3 separate regions of the Mus musculus genome follow, and all the other regions are linked to region 1. The links are chromatin contacts, called in public HiChIP or PLAC-seq and promoter capture Hi-C maps. All regions are on one chromosome and are shown on one strand. The core of a region is the stretch at or near the end of the contact, and the rest is flanking DNA. Distances in the headings are between cores, read along the strand shown. Region 1 overlaps Atf6 (activating transcription factor 6). Region 2 overlaps Atf6 (activating transcription factor 6). Region 3 holds the start of Atf6 (activating transcription factor 6).

Region 1 (2,829 bases), core at 215-2,714:
CTTAGGCTCTAAGTCACCTCCTCCTGCCCATGTTTTGGTTTTCAGAAGACATATCAGCATTCTTGGATGCTGGTCATGTTCACTGTCCCCAGAAGGTTTAGTGACAATAGAAGTAGGGTACCTGTTAGGAAACTTGAGGGTGTGAGTATCTAAGTAGTGAAATGAGGGGATGGGAAAGAGAAGAGGAGGGAAGTAGGAGTAAGAAAGAAACGATAGGGTTTGAGGCTGAGATGTAGAGGAAATCCTGTGGAGACAGTGGCCTCAGATGAACAACTAATGCACAAAAGTGCAAGGGATTTCAGTAGGGAATGTGATGAGCAGAAGACATAGGGCCTTAGTATTTCTTCTTTGTTGGGATGATGGGATAGGTTTCTTCCTCCTCCTCAGTTTTCTTGTGTATCAGTCTCCACAGGTTGAGGGAAGGGTACAGCTCTTACTGAACCAGTGAAGACTCTTGGAGAACTAAGTTGAGGAAAGGGCAGGGCATATTGGCACGCAGATGCAGAAGCTGATAAAGCTCTGTAGCCTTGCAAGTGTATTGACTGCTCCCACCCTGAACCCTCTGTTGAATCCTGTGTCTGCTCCTCTGCAGATAATGTGATCAATGGGCAGGACTATGAAGTAATGATGCAGATTGACTGTCAGGTGATGGACACCAGGATCCTCCACATCAAAAGCTCCTCGGTTCCCCCTTATCTCCGGGATCATCAGCGGAACCAAACCAGCACCTTCTTTGGTTCCCCTCCAACAACCACAGAGACGACCCATGTGGTCAGCACCATCCCTGAGTCGTTGCAGTAGTGCCCGAGCTGCGCTGGACAGCAGAGACTGAAGAGCTGGTGAAGATGCTGCTCTCTGCCTCTTCGGCAAGCAGAGACTTGCCTTGTACGCAACTCCAGGGGAAGAGGAAGAGAGAACAGGAAGTGCGCTGCTTGTCACCGTCCACCCAGTGGGGTGGAACATGCTAGCGAGCAATTCTCTGGTGGCAGTGCAGCCCTGTGGGCAGTGTCGCCTGGTGTTGGTTCTGCTGTGTCATCTTTAGTGCTTTTCTCAATGTGTGTTTGGTTCTCAGTTATCTTCCTTCAGGTCAGACCCACTTCCTCTTCTGTCCACTGCACTTCCTGGTGCAGTAAAGAGATTTGTATTTAAAGCTTTAGAACACATGCTCATGTGGTTTCCACCAATTGGCTTTCTCTCTCCTTTGGTTCAAATCCATTCTGAATGTTATACTTGAGAAAACACATTTCAAAAAACCGAGCAGCCAAAAACATCCCACAAAGAGTCAAAACAGTTTAGAGTTTGGGTAAAGGGATTATCTCCAGTTGGTAAGAGTTTATTTTTACTTGTGATTTGTGGTTCAGCCCTGGACAAATAACTGTTGTGGGGGTCACAGAGTGAGCCACACACTGGAGACAAGGGAAGGGAAGGCCAGTGGTGGAATGTAAGGGGAAGTGACTCCATTTTCATATGTATTTAAACACAGAGTTCCTGTGGCCTCGGTAAGCTCAGAGCTATAGCCACCCTCAGTGTTGGAACTCGGCTAATCAGCAGAGATCTTCAAAGATCTCAGGGCACATGCTTGCCTCTCATTGTGGACCCTCAGCCCAGAGCATACTCCTGTGAAACCAGACTCAGCAAAGGGACTTGGAGGTCACTAGGCTTAAGCAAGACTAGAGAGTTTCCCTTAAGGACCAACAGTGCACAGAGCAAGCATGGCTTCCCAGAGAAGCTGCAGCACAGTATGGTGAAGTTCTCAGTTTTTCCAGTGGAAAGATGATAAAGGAATTAAGCTCTCTTTGTTGTTGCTATGGCTGTGAACATGGCTTTAATCCTAGCACCATTTGGAAGGAAAGGCAGGCTTTGTTTGATATCAGCCTGGCCTACATTTCAAATTCCAGGACAGGACAGCTAAAGCTATATAAAGAACCCACCTCAAAAAATAGATGAATGAATAAATGAGTAAATAAACAAATACAAACAAAAAGCAAAGTTATGTTCACATATATTTTATTGTATTTTGCCTGCTTCCTTCACCATAGCAAGCAGCCACATTTCTATTGCACTGTACATTGTACGTTACAAGTTCACAGAAATGGATGCCAGGACTCATGTCAGTCATGTGCTGCCTCCCTTCCCAGGATTTCAGCAGGTTCTCATAGACTCTTCCCAGCTGGCTTGCCATTGTCAGGTGGTCCCATTCCAGTAAGCACAATGGCGGCTAAGTCCTCTTCTCTCTACAAGGAGTGACACACAGTCAGGTCATCTTTTGCCTGTGGCCCCATTATGCCTGGCACTGTTCACCAACAACTGTTCCCTGGACAGCACTGCTGCCATCTAAGCTAAGGTGAGATGTTTTCAGGGCAGGGCCATTCTTGCTGAATTCAGTGCCGCAGTCCATCCTGATTGGCTCTCGGGTGATTTTCAGACAAGACCTGTTTGTCCCGGGGGCTGGTCCTCTAATGGGTGCCAAGGAGAAGATACCAAATACATGGAGTACCTTTAGGAGTAGCCATTTGTGGGGGAGGTGGGCTACCCTGTGGCCATGTCCTTCCTGCCTGTGAAGCAGCTCAACACGAGGATGTGACTGTGGCTGTGGACAGAGGCAGCACACGCATTCCTGATGCTGATCTGCTGAGACACGAATAGAATCTGCAGTGACTCCAGTGTACCAGTGCCTCAGATCAAAGACCTCAATAGTGTCACGTTTGCTAAGGCTGATGCCTCTCCTACAGGTAACAGTGGGGATGACCGTTGGAAGGCACAGCCAAAGAGCAGACAGAAGTTAAGGTGGCCACAGCACAGGTCAGGGATCCAAGGAGCTGGGGAGGA
Region 2 (2,904 bases), core at 38-2,537, 140 kb before region 1:
CTCTCTCTCTCTCTCTCTCTCTTTCTTTCTTTCTTTCTTTCTTTCTTTCTTTCTTTCTTTCTTTCTTTCTTTCTTTCTTTCTTTCTTTCTTTCAGCAGGATTTCACTGTGTAGCTCTGGCTGGCCTGGAACTTATTATGGAGACTAGGTTGGCCTTGAACTTGTAGAGATCCTTCTGTCTCTGCCTTCTAGGTGTAGAGATTAAAATAATAACCAGCACGCCTAGCCTGGTTATTCTTCTTCTTCTTTATATTTATATAAGGTGCACATATATTTATTTTATTATTATTGTTCTTACTAGTTCTGTTATTGTTGCTGCTGCTCTTCCTCCACTTCCTCTTATCCATGTCCTTATCCTTTTTCCTGCCTTTTACCTCTCTTCCTCCTTTCCTTCTATTCTTCCTCCTCCTGTTACTCAAAAGCTTATCACTCAGAAAGACATTCTCTAATTTTTTATTGTTTTTTGTTTTTGTTTTGTTTGTTTGTTTGTTTTTTCGAGACAGGGTTTCTCTGTAGCCCTGGCTATCTTGGAACTCACTCTATAGACCAGGCTGGCCTTGAACTCAGAAATCTGCCTACCTCTGCCTCCCAAGTGCTGGGACTAAAGGCATGCGCTACCACCGCCTGGCTAATTTTTTATTCTTGTTCTCTTGCTTACACTGCCTTTTTATTTGGAATGATCTTAAATTTGCAAATATATTGTGGAGATTTTTGTCTGAGCCATTTGAGGGTCAGTTGGCCACTGAATTCCAAATTCTATAATGTCTACCTCCTATGAACAAGAATGTTTTTTTTAACAACAATACAGCCACCAAAACCAGGAACTAAACATTGATATATAACAATAATCTCATCTGTAGCCCTGTAGGCATATTTGTTTTAGCTATTTTATTTGGTTTTTATGTACCTCTTTCTCCCTTCCAGCCCTTATTCCTTCCAACCCCCCATCACCAGGTAGTAGAGAAGGAAGGGTGGAGGAGAAAGGAGGCTAGGTCTCTTTAAACTACTTCCTGCTGACTAAAGCAAGTCTAATCTTCCGCTACCGGGAAGTCCAGCTTCTTCTGGTCTCTTTCCTCTCAACCATCAGCAGCAGGAGCAGGACCCAGCAGGGGGTACAGCCGAACAGCCAGGCTTCTTCCTTAGTGTTCCCCTGCCCCTCAGAGTTCCCTCAGCCCCCTCTGGCATTTGGCTTTTTTTTTTTTTTCTCTCGCTCAAGAGTTCCCAGAATTAAGCTATCTGCACTGGGCACAGATCCTGCCCCTGCTGGAGCACGAGGCAGTCAGTCTGCTGCTGTGGATAAGCTGAAGGAGGCCACACCAGGGATTAAAACAGAAACATGTCTCCGTAGCATAACTGAGGTTAAAAGAAACCAAAACTCGCACTACCCAGTCCCGGTTTAGATTGTGCAATTTCCCATGTAGCTCCCCTTAGATTCAGACCAGCAAAAGCATCAGGTTATGTTGCATGTGGTTGTCTTTCTGCTTTAATTTTCTTTATTCTGGAACAATTCTTCCTTCTTGACTTCGTGCTTTAATGACCTTATCATTTGGAGTGCCAGACGTTTCCTCAGGATTGGAGTCAGCTTTAGTGTCTATGGCAGGAATGCCACAGAAGTGGTTTTGTGTCTGTCTTTTGTTTGTTTGTTTTAGCCTCTCTCTCTCTGTCTCTCTGTCTCTCTCTTTCTCTCTCTTGGTTTTTGAGACAGGGTTTCTCTGTATAGCTTTAGCTGTTTGGCTGTCTTGGAACTTGCTCTGTTTACCAGGTTGGCTTGCAGCTCATATAGATCACCCACCTCTGCCTCCTAAGTCCTAGGATTAAAGTAGTAAGGATGTCACCACTACCAGATCTGTTTTTGCCTTTTGAGATAGGATCTCACCTAGTTCGAACTGGTTTAAAGTTGCTATGTAATGGAAAATGGCCTTCAACTCCTGATTCTCCTGCTTTCACCTCCCAAGAACTGAGGTTACAGGTGCAGGCCACCCACACTCCACCTTGTCATTTATTTTTGATGATAAGATTCAGTTTGATGACAGTTTGAGGTGGTCCTGTTACTGGTGATGTTCACCTCAGTCAGCTGACAGCATCTGCTAGGCTCTCAGCCAAGAAGCTGCTCTTTTCTCCCTTTGCTAGTTGCCAGTATTTTGTGAAGAAGGTACTTTTAAACCGTGGAAAAGTACTGCTCTTAAAATAATAAGCTGGGCGTGGTGGCGCACGCCTTTAATCCCAGCACTCGGGAGGCAGAGGCAGGCAGATTTCTGAGTTTGAGGCCAGCCTGGTCTACAAAGTGAGTTCCAGGACAGCCAGGGCTATACAGGGAAACCCTGTCTCGAAAAACCAAAAATAAAAAAATAAAAAAAAAAATGAACATTTACTTTTTTATTTTGTGTGTCTTATGTATGGTTGTTCATGATGGCTCACAGTGAGTGTGTGAAAGTCAGACTCTTTCTACCACATGGGTTCCGGGGGTTGAACTCAGTGCCTTTACTCGCTAATCTGTTCTCCTGCCCGAATGTGCGGGTCTTTGTCAAGCTATCCATCACCCAGATACTTGTTAACATTAGTGTTGACTTACTGTTTCCCATTGGGTTTAGACTGTAACCATTGCTGTGATTATTTATTCTGGTGTTTGTGTTGTCTCGTATTTAGCCACCAGGAGTCGCTGTCTATGGCTCCTGTGATCTTTCACTAGGCTTCTGTTGGGCTCAGCCATGTTACATGAAGGCTCTCCTTCCTTGCCTTGCCTTCTTAGGTCCGTGGGTCCCCTTGTGAATGTGTTCCCAACACTTCTGGTACCCTGACAAGTCCCCCGGGCATGGAGGGTGCTCTTGCAGCCCCATCTAATGCCTGATGCTTAAATTATTCAGGAAAGAATATTTTCTAAGTGAGTGTTAACACAAGTTTTTCA
Region 3 (2,769 bases), core at 214-2,713, 160 kb before region 1:
AAAAAGAAATTCCCCAACACTCAACATATATATTTACAAACAGGTTTAAACATGGTAAAAGTAAATATAAAAAATGGACTAAAGGCTGGGCGGTGGTGGTACACGCCTTTAATCTCAGCACTCGGGAGGCAGAGGCAGGCGGATTTCTGAGGCTACAGAGTTCCAGGACAGCCAGGGCTACACAGAGAAATCCTGTCTCGAAAAAAAAATTTTTTTTTTAAAATTTATATATATATAATTCCAACGACGAAAGGAATGTCATTTGTCGTAGGGGGACTTCAGAATCGCGAGTGTGCGTGTGTTCGTGTATGTATGCATGTATGTGCACGCGCGTGCTGCGTATTGCACATGCATGTGTGTATGTATGTGTGTATGTATGTGTGTGTATGTATATATGTATGTATGTGCGCGCGGGCGGTGCATTGCACGTGTGTATGCGGGTGTGGTCCCAGCCGGACTTCACGAATTCTGACCTGGCTTTCCTCTCACCTTGTTGCATTCCGCAATCGCAATCGGTAGTAACCGCAGCCACGAGGAGCTCGGAGGATTCTGGGAAGCATTTATGTTTGTTTGTAACCATGGGAAAAGTTCCTCTCGGTCCTAGAGGGATCCGTGTTCATTCACCGTCTGGGTTTGAATGCAGTCCCTGGCTACTGAAATCGAGTAAAACCGAAAAGTAAACAACACTAAGTAGGTTCTCGAAACTGTTGTTTCAAATTGCTCACATTTTCCAGTTGGAATCCGTGATGCATGATTCTTCTCTAAAAATATTTAGAATTTTGGATTTTAGTAATAAGAGATTGACAGCTTATTGCGAGTTTTAGAAACTCTTCTTTAGGAGGTAAGTGCGGACATGGAGAATTTATCTTATATATTTTCTTTGTTTAAATTTGTTTGAAGGTGGGTTTTCTACAAGTATTATTTGTGAGAAAGTTTACCTCGGATTCTGTCCCAGTAAAGGAGTGGTTCTAACACATGTCGGAAATTTGTATTTTTCTTTATTTACCGTGTACGTGGAAAATTTTTACAGCGATTGAAAAGCATTTATAAATACAGAATCAGGTTTACTGTCAATTTCTAATTTCGTTCTGAGATGTCTATATCGTAGTATTAAGCACAAAGAACAAGCCACTATGATCAGGAGACTTTTCAGTTTTAGTACTATCAGCGAATTTTAACAAAGCGGTAAAATCTGCGTGCTCTTCGCTCAATTTAAAAAAAAAAAGAGAGAGAGGGAGAGAGAAACAAAAAAGAACAACCACAAAACCCCACAGCGGGACAGAAAGTGCTGAAATCCTCGTAGGGAAATATTTACTCACAAGTCTATTGAGTTTGCTTATCTGCTGACGTCTCCTTAGCTTTGGATCCCAGTTCCCGCGTGCGGTGAGATAGTTTGCCTCCGCCCGGCCACCGTCCGTGTCAGCGTTCAGCTTATTTTGTCCTCCGGCCGCCGCCGTTTCAGGTTACTCACCCATCCGAGTTGTGAGGGAGAGGTGTCTGTTTCGGGGAAGCCGGCTTGTGTTGCCGGCGCCATGGAGTCGCCTTTTAGTCCGGTTCTTCCTCATGGACCAGATGAAGACTGGGGTGAGTGGATCTGCGAATGTACCCGAGCTAGGTCGGGCCGCGTCTGCGGGTTTTTTTCTCCTCCCGATTTCCGCCCGGTGGCGGTGACAGGTGTGGACGACCCGTGTCCGGGGAGCGAGGCCACGGGTTGAGGGTCGTAGAAGAGGCTGGCAGAGCCTCTGGGCTTCTGTCCTGGCCGTAGCAATAATGGAATGATGTTCTAATTGAAATTGCTGTAGTTTTTCAGCGTGTGTTCCTGGTGGAAATTCCAGGTGATCGTGAGGGACCAGAACTTAGTAGGATGATGATTGTAGCTGCCCCAAAGGCTCCAAGCTATTTTCTCAGACTGTGGGCGTGTGGCTGGGGAGCGCTGAGTGTGTGTGTGTGTATGTGTGTGTGTGAGTGTGTGTGTGTGTGTGTGTGTGCGCGCGCGCGCACTGAACGTGTACGAGATATGTTGAGAAAACTTGGTTAAAATACAGAAGAAAATCCTTGGCTCCCAGCTTGAACTGTTGGTTTAAGACATAGATCCAAATTGGCAAAGAAGAAACTCTCCCAAGCACCTGACCTCGTGTCCCTGATTACTAGATCTAACACAAACTGATGTAATCCTGACTGCTGTCCAAACACAGCTCTGAAATCTCTTGTTAAGTCTATTTTTAGTGTTCAGGAAGGATGGACCAGAGAATGACAAGGAACAAGCTTTGGCATCCAAATCCTTAGAGAAAGCTGATAGTCCCTTCTCGATTTCAAGACAGAATGTTAACAGGATTATGTGTGTTAATATGTGAATGGAGTTCTGTAGGTGGCTCAATGGATCCTGTAGTGAGACTACATTGTCCTTCAGTTTTGGGGACACTTTTTTTTCATGGACTAACATTCCACTATAACATGAGTGGGCCCTCAACTAGGAAGTGTTGGAATCCTAGTTTAATTTAACAGTGGCAGATGCTCTCTACAATTACAATCTATAAAAGGTTTATTTTAATCTTTGGGCCGATTTTGACAACTTTCTGGAAAAAAAAAACCTTTAAATGTTCATTCTCCAGTTCATTTCCCCAGCTAAATGCTTTTGTTATAGTAACAGCAGTCACTTGTTTAGGACTTTATTTTGCTAAGCACACTACATGTGTTATTTATGTTATGTTCATAACAGTCCAATGAGGTCCCGCCATCCTATAGATGTTGAAACAGAGGTTGACAGAA

The links. Promoter capture Hi-C pulls out the DNA fragments that hold promoters and counts their contacts. HiChIP or PLAC-seq counts read pairs in DNA pulled down with a chosen protein or histone mark.
Region 2: a contact with region 1 is called in a promoter capture Hi-C map of the HPC-7 cell line, with 4 times the contacts expected there. The contact joins two enhancer-like sites. A contact is called at or near these places in 8 of 39 promoter capture datasets (the 3T3-L1 cell line, the HPC-7 cell line, HPC-7-derived erythroid cells and 4 more), 1 of 15 datasets of contacts at CTCF or cohesin (the NIH/3T3 cell line), 11 of 484 Hi-C or Micro-C datasets (adipose-derived mesenchymal stem cells, bone marrow-derived macrophages, brown adipocytes and 8 more) and 3 of 115 datasets of contacts at active chromatin or transcription factors (the NIH/3T3 cell line, embryonic fibroblasts and pancreatic cancer cells).
Region 3: a contact with region 1 is called in an H3K4me3 HiChIP or PLAC-seq map of bone marrow-derived macrophages, with 3 times the contacts expected there. The contact joins the promoter of Atf6 here to the enhancer-like site in region 1. A contact is called at or near these places in 4 of 39 promoter capture datasets (the C10 cell line, liver and pre-B cells), 1 of 15 datasets of contacts at CTCF or cohesin (the NIH/3T3 cell line), 4 of 484 Hi-C or Micro-C datasets (bone marrow-derived macrophages, centroblasts, liver and 1 more), 4 of 115 datasets of contacts at active chromatin or transcription factors (the NIH/3T3 cell line, bone marrow-derived macrophages, embryonic stem cells and 1 more) and 2 of 9 other capture datasets (adipose tissue and pancreatic islet).

What each region holds. Positions count from the first base shown.
Region 1 is chr1:170,707,851-170,710,679 of GRCm38.p6, reverse strand. It overlaps Atf6 (activating transcription factor 6), which reads left to right. Exons shown (of 16, transcript NM_001081304.1): 16 at 593-2,829. The coding sequence ends at 801. Among named protein-coding and RNA genes, the nearest start is that of Gm23523, 43 kb to the left of the region's middle. Within about 2 kb of position 1,464, at least 87 of the 459 cell types and tissues checked have an H3K27ac peak or open chromatin away from gene starts, as enhancers often do. A contact at or near this core is called in the HPC-7 cell line, bone marrow-derived macrophages, centroblasts and 2 more, where this site is marked.
Region 2 is chr1:170,844,319-170,847,222 of GRCm38.p6, reverse strand. All of the region lies in intron 4 of Atf6 (activating transcription factor 6), which reads left to right. Among named protein-coding and RNA genes, the nearest start is that of Gm29733, 5.2 kb to the left of the region's middle. Within about 2 kb of position 1,287, at least 100 of the 459 cell types and tissues checked have an H3K27ac peak or open chromatin away from gene starts, as enhancers often do. A contact at or near this core is called in the HPC-7 cell line, bone marrow-derived macrophages and peritoneal macrophages, where this site is marked.
Region 3 is chr1:170,866,465-170,869,233 of GRCm38.p6, reverse strand. It overlaps Atf6 (activating transcription factor 6), which reads left to right and starts at 1,463. Exons shown (of 16, transcript NM_001081304.1): 1 at 1,463-1,584. The coding sequence starts at 1,533. Gm9929 (a long non-coding RNA gene) reads right to left here and starts at 1,404. Exons shown (of 2, transcript XR_003948181.1): 1 at 1,320-1,404; 2 at 1-653.